Regions from separate parts of the Sus scrofa genome. Here region 2 is linked to region 1. Evidence: chromatin contacts called from public Hi-C data. All regions are on one chromosome and are shown on one strand. The core of a region is the stretch at or near the end of the contact, and the rest is flanking DNA. Distances in the headings are between cores, read along the strand shown. Region 1 overlaps LOC110262151 (a long non-coding RNA gene). Region 2 overlaps MAML3 (mastermind-like protein 3).

The links. A called contact is a pair of places that touch in the nucleus more often than the background predicts.
Region 2: a contact with region 1 is called in a Hi-C map of epiblast stem cells, with 1.8 times the contacts expected there. The contact joins two enhancer-like sites. A contact is called at or near these places in 7 of 47 Hi-C or Micro-C datasets (embryonic fibroblasts, epiblast stem cells, liver and 2 more) and 2 of 2 datasets of contacts at active chromatin or transcription factors (alveolar macrophages and skeletal muscle).

What each region holds. Positions count from the first base shown.
Region 1 is chr8:86,797,868-86,803,343 of Sscrofa11.1, reverse strand. All of the region lies in intron 3 of LOC110262151 (a long non-coding RNA gene), which reads right to left. Among named protein-coding and RNA genes, the nearest start is that of MAML3, 79 kb to the left of the region's middle. Within about 2 kb of position 2,978, at least 34 of the 83 cell types and tissues checked have an H3K27ac peak or open chromatin away from gene starts, as enhancers often do. A contact at or near this core is called in epiblast stem cells, where this site is marked.
Region 2 is chr8:87,273,939-87,279,414 of Sscrofa11.1, reverse strand. The region is part of intron 4 of MAML3 (mastermind-like protein 3); the gene reads right to left. Among named protein-coding and RNA genes, the nearest start is that of MGST2, 120 kb to the left of the region's middle. Within about 2 kb of position 3,359, at least 7 of the 83 cell types and tissues checked have an H3K27ac peak or open chromatin away from gene starts, as enhancers often do. A contact at or near this core is called in epiblast stem cells, where this site is marked.

The sequences.
Region 1 (5,476 bases), core at 1,729-4,228:
CCTCCAGGCTTTTCAGCAGCTGGCTCCACACAAGAGTGAAAGATCTGACACAATCTCTTTTTCTGTGCTCACACTCCTGCCCCCCCCCCGCCCCCCACTGCTGATACTGAAGCCAACACATCAGAACAGACACACTCACGACAAGACCAAAAAGCGGTGACAGTGCTGGCAATTTTATACCTGGGCCAAGTGCCAGAAGTGGCTCAGGGGAGGAGGAGTGGAGGGGGTGGGGGAGGAATGCCCTGCTCTCAACCCTTTTCAAAACCTAACGTTAGGGCTACTATTAACTCAGCGCTGTGGGCAGACTCTAGCTTAAGTTTTTTTTCCCAGAACCATTGGAGGTGGGGCCTTCAAGGGAGGTCAAGAAGGGGTCTTTTCGTCCCCGGGCATGTAAATGGATCCAGCAGAGCTGATCAGGTGAATGGATAGGACTGTCACTACTAGGCCCACTTGGGCCAGTGGAAGCCCCCTGGCTCTTTTGAGCATTGCTAGCCATCTATACACCTAAGACAGGCCTACGTGCTTTTTGTCTTTTGTCTTTTTAGGGCTGCACCAGTGGCATATGAAGGTTCCCAGGCTAGGGGTCGAATCAGAGCTATAGCTGCCAGCCTGCACCACAGCTACAGCAAGGCCAGATCCGAGCCGTGTCTGTGACCTACACCACAGCTCAGGGCAATGCCGGATCCTTAACCAACTGAGCGAGGGGCGAGGCCAGGGATCGAACCCGCAACCTCATGGTTCTTAGTTGAATTCGTTTCCGCTGTACCACAATGGGAACTCCAGGCTTACATGCTTTTTATCTCAGAGTTTTCTACGAATCAGGAATTCAGGAGTGGCTTAAGGGTGTGTTTTTGGTTCAGGGTCTCTCATGAGGTCAAGATATCGGCCAGGACTACAGTCATCTGAAGGCTTGATTGGGGCCAGGGAACCCAGTTCATCCAAGAGGATTTGCTCACAGGGCTGGGAGGCTGGTGCCAGCTGATGGCAGAAGGTCTCAGCTCCTTGATGCACAGACCACTCTGAATAGCCACTTAAGTGCTCTCTTGGCATTGGTGGCCAGCTTCCCCACAGTAAGTGATACAGGAGAGAGCAAAATGAAAGTCACAATGTCTTCTATGTGCCGGTCTTGTAGGTCACACACTGATTTTGCAATATACCCTTGGTTGCACAGGCCAGCCCTGCTTAACAGGGAGGGGACGACACTAGGGCATGAATATCAGGAGGCAAGAGTCCTGGGGGGCCACCGTGGAGGTTGGCTACCAAGGCTGCCTACTGTGCTCCTGGGAAGGTCTTCCCAATACCTGAGCTTCTCCCAAAAGTTACACAAATCTGATGCACATTGAAATGCCCAAGTGTCCTTTTAGAGAAGCATCAACAGTTCCTGACCTGCCTGCCTCAGGTAGGAGTGGCTCAGTGTCATGCCCTGCCTACCACACCTCTGCTTGGGGTAGCACCACACATGCGACAAATACTGCGAGTCACTGACCATCCAGGTACACACCATGGCTTCGAATGCAACTTTAAAGCAAGGCCCACCCCTAGAGAACCTTCCAGATGGAGTATTGCTCTAAAATGGGCAGCTGGTAGCCCCAAAGCATTAATAAGCCTAGTTAAGCGCCTTAGTTATACCTGTGTGGCTCTGGGGAGAATGTGCCCTCACTGGATTGATTTCTGCTCTTTTCTGGGAGGGAAATAAAGTTTGCTGACTAGGGAGTAGAAGAGCTAATTATTAGTCATTTGTGGGTTCAACTTGTTGGGTATCTCTATAAGTTCCAGTGATCATTCATTATGTTCTGCAAAATAATCTAACCCAATTCCAATGGTAAACTTAAAAATTTACTGAACAGCTATTACATGCTGGGCTGTTTATATACATTAGCTCCTTTCATCTTTATAGGAAGGTTTAGATAGGTCTCATGACCACCATTTTATAGAGCAGCAAACTGCAGCCCAGGGAAATGAAATAGCATATCCCCAAACTTCCCAGCTAGCACATGGGGAGTCAGAATTCCAACCTGGGCGCGTCTGACTCCAAAGCCCATGTTTATACACTGTCTCAGAACTTTCCAATGGAGAGGGGAAAACATGTATATGCAAGGGAGAGGAAGGAGAGGAGAAGGGCCTAACACAGCCCAGCCCAGCCTCAGGGGCCGGAAGAGGGATGGTGGCCGCGGGCTGCAGAAGGATGGCTGGGATCTTCTGTTGGGAGTGACCAGTCTGAGGATGTTCTGGGCTCTCCTCTTGGCCCCCTTCTCAGTCTAGGCAACAGTGATGCGAGATCTGTCTCAAGGGCAGCAAACTGCATCCCTTTCCCCTGCCTCTCCAAGGAGTCAGGTTGTTAATAACAACAGTTACTCCAGCCTGGTCTCCTACTAAGTTAAGTACCACTTTTAAAAAATCCTCGCTACATTCCTAAAAGTATTACTGCCGATTTGTATAGCCTGGGAGATGGAAGCTTGGGGAACATCCCCAAGGTCACAAAACCCCAGGTGTCAATGCTCACGTTTCAACCCAGGCTTCTGATTTTAGAGCCATCAAAAACCTTAACACCACGTTCTACTGGACAGAGGTTGGGGGTCGGAGGACCGCGTGGCCCTTTCACTGTCACCTGACATGGCTAGCCGGTGAACGTAAGGGGTAGGATCTGCCCGACTCCTGCAAGGAGGCTTGCTGATGGCACCAGACAGGCCCAGGCAGACACATGGGATCTTCCTGCTTTGAAGCTCACCAGATCTTGCTGCTTGGGGACCTGGCCCGCCCCAGGGCTTGTCCCTGGCGTTGGCATTACCTCAGTCAGAACGCAGCCCCACGCCTGGCTGGACAGCGTTTGGGGTAGGCTTGGGCTCTGATGCCTGGGATGAGCGAGCTGAGGAGGAAGACATCCAGGCTTAGGCAGGCGCCAGGCACCGGGGAGTGGGGCTCTGCACCGAGATCACTATCCCCACCCTCCAGCGTCTGTCTGCTCCTTTGGCCGCAGCCCTGGCGGAGCAGAGCAGAGGGATGGTGGGCGATGGAGGGAGCGCCCTGCTCCTGGGCCCCTGGGACCTGGAGGCTTTTGTGTATTCGGAACCAGATTCCCCGCCTCCCATTCCCGCTTTCTTTTCCCCTAACCGAAGTCCCAGTAGAGTATCCAGCAATTAGCACGCTAGGAGCGGGTGGAAGACGGCGGCGGGCGGGCGTGGGGGCGGCGAGACCCCTCCCACCGGGATCTGTGCAGCGCCCCCGCCTGCGCTGCCTTCGTGCGCCACCTACCGGCTGCTCACGGCTGCTGCGAGCCCGCCAGCGCTGTTCCTAGGCAGATCTTGATCTCCGTGGACAATAGACAATGGGAATTTTTTTTAAACAATGATTTATTTTGGGGGGTGGGGATACGGAGAAAGGAGGGAGGAAGCAGCAGTGTGTTTGTCATCGCTTTAGAAAAAAATCTCTGTTCTATCATTGTTTCTGCATATCCATTATATTGAAGACAAAAGAATCCCGTTCTGGAACAACAAAGCCAAGGGAAATGTTTTCTGTGGCTGACATTTAATTGCGTGCACAAGGTGCTACATTATCATGGGGAGAGATTGTAAAAAGGATAGGGCGCAGCTTCGGTTCAAAAGCCTGACTTTTTCTGCTTTAAGCTGTGGTCTTTCTTACATGAGCCCGGTTTTATATTGCCTCATATACCTCTGCTCACGTTATGCACACACAATTCTACGTTTCTGTGTAGTTTCCCATCCCATCGTAAGGATTCCTTGTGGATTATTTTCACACCACCTCCAAACTGTGTTCTTTTACAGCTAACAGAGATAATTATGCTTCCTTTCACAACCTCCCTACACATTCCTTACGAAAAGGATCTTAATTTTCAGGAACTGTTTAGGAGCCTTGGAGAACTCTTAGTCCAGCCCCCTTGTTTTACACATGAAAGAGGAAGAATGCCTTGTCCAAAGGCACACAAATTATTAGAGATGGAGCCAGGACCCTGGCATCCGGAGCCCTGGTTTCTATTATGACCTGCTGTTTGATGTCTTGACTGGCTTGCCCTCGTGGTGGCCTCCGTTCTGGCTGGAGAAACCCTCACACAGAGAGCTGTGTGCACAAAATGGGTGATAACTCAGGATGGGGGTGGGGTGGGCAGAAGCTTCCTTGATGGTGGCAGCCTTTTTATTCCCTTTTTACCCACTGCCCTCTGTACAGGGTACAGAGAAGCAGGGGGTTGGGGGGTGGGGCAAGTGAACGTCATTTTAATCCATTGATTTTTGCTATTTTGCTGTGATAGGTTAATATGTAAAACCTATGCAATTATCCACAACTTTGCTGAAAATGCTTTTCCTGGGATACAGAGCTTGAGCACCCATGCCCACCCCCAGTGCCAACCTGGCTCTTATCTTATATGGAACCTGTTCTCAGTGGTCCCTTGACAAGGTGGTTTGCCCTTGGGCACTTGAATAAGACTTCCTCTTAGGTTCATGAACAGTCCTTGGGGAGATGCCGCTAGCTGATCATGCTCTAGAACAGACATTTTTCTTCTGCCGCCTTCCAAAACACGCTACAGCAGACAGCGCTTCCCTTTCAACTCTTAGCTGTGTCACACTGAGACAGCAGAGTTTTCAAGTCGTACATGAGAAGCTCAGTAAACACCTTTGCACATCCAAAATAAGTCAACCCATCATGGAAGCCTGCTTATCTTAAAGGTTGCTCGGTCTGTTTAAAGCAAAGAGACTAATCTCACAATCTGCAGACAAAGAGACAACAAGCCTAGGAGGTTTCAAAACAAAAGGCCAGAACATTCCCTAACTCTCTTTAAACTGTCTTCTAAAAAGCAGAGAGAAGGAGAAAACACACTTGGATTGTAAGCAATTCTTAAACCTTTCTGCTGAGTTTTGGTACTTTAAGAGCTTTGGTTTGTACAGCAGCCATGTGACATGTTAACAGGGAGTCTGGATCTCAAAATCTCCTGGTTTTCATCTGTTTTTTTTTTTTTTTTTTCCCCAACCAGGTAGGGATTCATCCTGTCTCTCCAAAAAGACCCCCAGTTCAGTGATACTTTAATATGACCACCACACACCTATAAACACCAAGCCTCAAGGATTCTGTAAGAATCAAATGTGATCAAATAAGAGGATGTAGGTGAAAGTGCTTTGAAAGCCTCAAGTACTCTTCCGACGTGAAGAATTATTCCCATGTATTTCAATACTTTGGAAAGTACTGAAATCATTCATTGGAGCTGGGCTATAACTCTTTGGTAAAGTTTTGATTCAGCCCATTTTTCAGATAGGAACTGAAGGTTACACGTCAAAGGTAATGTTTACTGTAAATTTTAGAATATCTGATCTCGTCTTTGGAAAAACCCTCAGATTGTGTTGGAATCTGGTAAATGCTAGAATACTGGTGACTCACTGCTTCTCCATTGTCCTCATGTGGTTGTTTGCACATACAAACGATAATTTTTGGATGTCGGTTTTCTCAAATCGTGGTGCAAGCAGCTATT
Region 2 (5,476 bases), core at 2,110-4,609, 480 kb before region 1:
TGTGTATGTGTCCTGGTTCCACAGGATTCCACGAAGCCCCCGGTCAGACCTGAGATGGTTAGTTACATAGGAGAAAGGGGGTGGCATGGGGGACACAGGACACCTGAGTTGGAGGGATTGTCAGACCTGGGGCAAGTCACTGAACCTCTCTGAGTTTCATAGTTTCCTTTGTAAAATAAGGACCTCTGCCTGGAGATCACTAAAGGTCCTACCTGCCCCAGAATTCTCCGTGAAGAGCTTCATGGATAAGGGGGACTTGACTGGGAGCTTCGATGTTTGTGTAGACTTGGATTTGAGGGAGCAGAGAAGAAGGGAGGTGCAGCCATCTGCGAGGAAGAAGATGGCTGCACGCAGGCCCCAAGCTGAGGCTGTGCCAGGTCACACAGGAGGAAAGCTTAGCAGGGCAGGGCAGGTCTGACCACTGACACGTCTGAGTAGGGCACAGACGCGGGACCTTGCCAACAGCCAGGGAACCACAGCAGGCTCTTAGAGGGACGACAGTGATAAAAGCATTACTTTAATAAGATTAAGCTGGAGTCAGGTAAAGCAGAGATTAGAACAGGGCTGGATCAGGAGAAAATGAGGAGCCAGGGTTGGGAGGCAGTGGAGAAATCCATCTGGGACCAGAAGGGAAGGTGGCCAAGACTTCTTTACTGACATGGGAACTGACGAGTAAAGAGTCACATTTAACTGCAAGGTATATTTTGGCAAGAATAAGAATTTACTGCTTATGGAGCTTCCTGGTGGTTCAACGAGTTAAAGACCTGGAATTGTCACTGCTGTGGCTTGGGTTCATGTCTGGCCAGAGAACTTCTGCATGCCTTGGGTGCAGCCAAAAAAAAAAAAAAAAAAAAAAACCAAAAAAAAACAAAACTCATCGTTTTCCACTATATAGGCAGGTGTCTGGGGCCCCACTTCCTCCTGTTCACTCGCTGAACCCCAGACCGCTGTTCTTCTCACTCTGCCCTCCCCGGGCTACTGGAAATCTGGAAGAGACAGCGATCCCTGCTTTTTTTTTTTTTTTTTTTTTTGTCTTTTTAGGGCCGCACCTGCGGCATATGGAAGTTAGTTCCCAGGCTAGGGGTCCAATCGGGGCTATAGCTGCCAGCCTACACCATAGTCATAGCAATACCATATCCAAGCTGAGTCTGTGACCTACACCACAGCTCACAGCAACACGGGATCCTTAACCCACTGAGCAAGGCTAGAAATTGAACTCACATCCTCAAGGACACTGGTCGGGTTCTTTACCCCTGAGCCACAATGGGAACTTCCCAGCGATCCCTGCTTCACAATTGAACGTAAGTTGTTCCAGTGTTCCTTGCCCTCCCCGCTTTTTAAATACTGAATTTATTTACGTGTGAATTTAGGATACTGTATTTTAAACACACAAGCTGGCTTTTAACCGGAAATAGGATGGTAGGTGTACACCGTGAATATTTTCAAAGCCCTGACAATATATCCTTGGGATGAAGATGCCAAACAATAACAGGAAATATGCCCCTGAATTACTTTGAGATGAAACCTTTAAATTTTTGTGCTTTCTTACCTGGTCCCCCAACTTTCTACTCCCTGCTAAGTGTTTCAGTTAACTTTTTTCGAGAAGGCCTGACAAAGAATAATGAAAGTTAGATGGTGACCCAGTTAAAAGCTTTTAAGGACAAATAGAATTCATAGCAAATATGCTAACTAAATATTTTCACCAAGGCTGTTAGTGGGTTTATGCTCTCCACTGGGTCAGAAAAGAAGTCAAAATCTCTCTTGGTCTTTAGGCTGAACCTTGTTTACAACAGAAGTGGTGTGATCTATTTTCCTAAGATAGTTGATGTTGCATTTATTCCACCAACCTTTAAGTCTCAACTAGGGATGGGAGTAAAAATCACTTCAAATAGAATAGTTAATCCCTAAAAAGCCAGTCAGGCCATTGCAAATTCATGATTGAAGAATATGTCCAGGTAAAAATATGCTTTATTATCAGTAGCTTGGAAACTAGGCGTTTCTTCTGAGAAAAACCTTCTCTTTGAAAATCTCCCTGCCCCTATTGAGACAAGGTGGCCAAGCAGGCCGTGCGGCGGGCAGGACTCTGAAATCACCGCGGGGCTCCGGGAAACCCACTGCCTCACCGATTTGTTCAGTCTTCTCATCTGAGGGAGGGGCCGCAAATCTCCCCATCCGTCTCCCTCGCGTGCTCGCTGGGCCCCTCGTTGCCATGGTCTTTTCCAGAGTGTCTGAAGGAACAAGATTCCTCCGACGTCTGACACTGGACCTCTGCAAGCAGCCAATTTGTTTTCCTTCCGCCTGCCCCTCCCCCGCCCGCCCCCCTCCCTTTCTCACACAAGAGCTTCTGTTCGTGCATCCGCCAAAAGTAATGCGTCAAACTACGATTATATTTTCTTTTCTGAAACAACTAGCAGAGAGACAGATCGCTCTCCTTCCTTTGACCAAGCAAAGGTAACCCGAGGCCCAGGGAAAGCGTTAGTGGGAGGGGGCTGTTGGGCCAAGCCAGCTCTTGTTGGGCTTCACGCAAAGGATTCTGGGCTTCCGGGTCCCTATTTTCACTCAGGGGCCACAGGCCAGCGCCACCTCTGGGTGTCTGTGTTTGGAACCAGCCCGGGCTGTGCAGCCCGCAGGCTTTCGGCCTGTGTTCTGGGGACAGCAAGGGGGGCTGAGAGCAGAACCGGGCCCTGCCCTGCAAATGTGCAGGCGATCAGGACTTAACTGTGGTCTCTGTAGAATGGGCTGCTTTTCAAAGGCGTTAGTAAGTGGAGGGAAAAAAAAAATCCATTGAGAATCTTACACGTTACAACCAAATCCACAGTTTGCACACTGAGAAAGGAAATATAATTTAGGAGTTTGTGTGCTGAGGAGGAGGGTACAGAGCGTGGGGAAACTTTTCCTCTTTTTAGACAGGGTTTTTTTTCCTCCAAGCATCATTATCCCTTCATTAAAAGAATGCATTTGCGGTGGGGGGTGGGGTGGGGAAGAACTTTAAAAAATCTGGTGTGATAGTCCTGTTCCCCCACAACCACCACGATTTTATCATGATCTCTGTTAAGAGCAGCAGGAATGCATGGGTAGAGCTGGAGGGCTGGGAGCTGAGACCCAGGGTCACCCCGGCCTGGGGTACCTGAGTTCCCTCCGTTCCTGGGTTCTCTGTACCACTGCCTCCAGCTCATCCAGAAGGGAACCCTTGGGAATTGAGGCTCAGGGCACCTGGGCCCCTTCCTAGGTTGGGGTCTCTGGTTCTGGTCTCCACAAGTCTCTTCGCCAATCCAATCCCTCTCTTTAGGGCCCTCAGAGAAACAGGCCCACCCCTCAAAACAGAGGCATTAAGCATTTGAACACTTGCATACCAGGAGGAGGGGCAAGACGCTGAAAAGAATGGAAGTCAGGTCAAAAGCATCCGAGACAAGGCTGTCTGGGACTGAAGGGCAAAAGCAGACAGCAAGGGAGAGAGGAGGCAAAACCCATAAATGCAAATGATTGAAATGGAGGGAGCAGGATGCAGCCGGAGAAGAAGCAGGCTGAGAAAAGTCCAAGAACAAACCCTGGCTGGCAGACGCCTCTATCCTCATCCCCGAAAAGCAGGAGGAGGTGCAGCTGGGAGACGTTCTTAGCCAAAGCTGTGCTTTCTGTAGTCTCTACCTTTGGGGGGTAAAGATCAAAGGCACTCCTGAGGTGACATTTTTTTTTCTTTCAGTCTCAATGCAAGTAGCCTTGAAAAGCTGAGCCACTGCAAGTGAGTGCTTCTGAGGTTGTGGGCTGTGGCATGGCAGGGGAAAAAGCGGGAAGGGCTCAGCCTGACCAGAGAGTTTGCTGGCAGCCATTTTTAAGGGCTGAAAGCTCACCCTGGTTTTCTGTCTCTGGCCTCAGAAGACAGCATGTCTTGGGGCCTCCCTTTGGGTGAGTGCCACTGGCCAACAGAATGTGGGCATGCTTGTGGCTGCCGGAGCCTCTGAGGCCCCCAGGGCACATCCTTCTTCCCGTCCAGGCCCTCCAGACGGGTCCTCAAATCACAACCTAACAGCTCCAAACAGAGCTCAAAGAGAACCAATTAATTTCCTCTTCAGGAAAGATAAGGGATTTCTTCACATTGGGGAAAAACAATGGTTTATAAATGTATAGTTACTCTATTTACAAAGACATGCTACACCCTGACTCTATAAAATAACAGCAAAGTTCATACTTCATCTGACACTTTTGCTTTTCCGGTATCTTTGCCTTAATACCAATTTTTAAAATATGAAACATATATTCATGCTAAAATGCTCAAAAAGTTTCTACTAAGAAAAATGGCTACTCAAGCACCATGGGGCCAAGGAATAGGTTTGGGGGCCTTAACATTACATATTTACAGATTATTATTTCCTTCCTAATCTGTTTTCTCCCAGATCTGAGTGAAAATCAGATTTTTTTTTTTTTTTTTTTTCCGAGGCAAAAACCCAGTTGCAGGAACAGCTCGTAAACCTCACCACAGACATAGTACTTGTGGCAACAGGAGCTGTTTCCTTTAGCTTCTGAGCTCTGGTAACTGTCAAGGGGGGGCCCCCACCGATCAGAGAAATCTGGAAAGACACGAGTCTGTCAGAACACGTGAAAGGACTTGACACGGAGGCCACGTTCGTGTTGCACAATTTGCATGAACACTTCTGGACAAATTCTGTTTTCACATGCAATTCACAGACCCGCAGCGGCAGTGCTAATTGGTGAGGTTGCCACTCAAGTGTGGGACTGAACAGGGGCTCTTGCAACACGGATGAATAATACAGAGTTTGGAGCAACGCAGTAATTATTTTTCAGTTATTTTGCATCACCAGCCTTCCATTATCTCTTTGTCCCATCCCCCCCCCCACAGTGGAGTTGAATAAGAAAATCCACTCCCCCCTCCCCAAAAAAGTGAGAGATTCGTGTTATTTGAAATCAGTTTAAGAATAGGAAAAGGCATGGCAAGGAACAGCGATCGTTTCATTAATATGGATGGATTATTCATGTCACTAGAGTGACAGGGAATTTGATTTTACCCTGAAGTGCCAATAGGATGCCAAACACAGCCGTGAAAAATACGAGAAACTCTGGATGGCAGAACTCTGGATGGATCCATCTGCAAGAACTCCGGTCCGCCAAGATAAGGCAGCTCACTGCCCATGTGATATTTCAAATGCTAAGTGGGAAGGAACAGGGGGTTAAGGTCCCCTGAGCTCCCCCTAAATATGAAAGAGAAGGGAGGGTGACAATTCCTCAGCCCCTTCCTAGGTGGCATTAGAAGCTTGAGAAACTTATTGGGCGGGCGCTTGCCTGTGGGTCGCTCTCCATCTCCAGTAAAATCAGTGGATTCGGAGGGAAGGAGTGGCCGTTCAGGCTGATGGTCACTAGGTCTCCTGCGGACCGTCTAGCATCTGTTGCCTCTGCACTAAATGCAAACCAGGCTGACTCTTGAAATGGCCTTTGGTGCAGTTTTGGGGTTACTCCCCCTTTG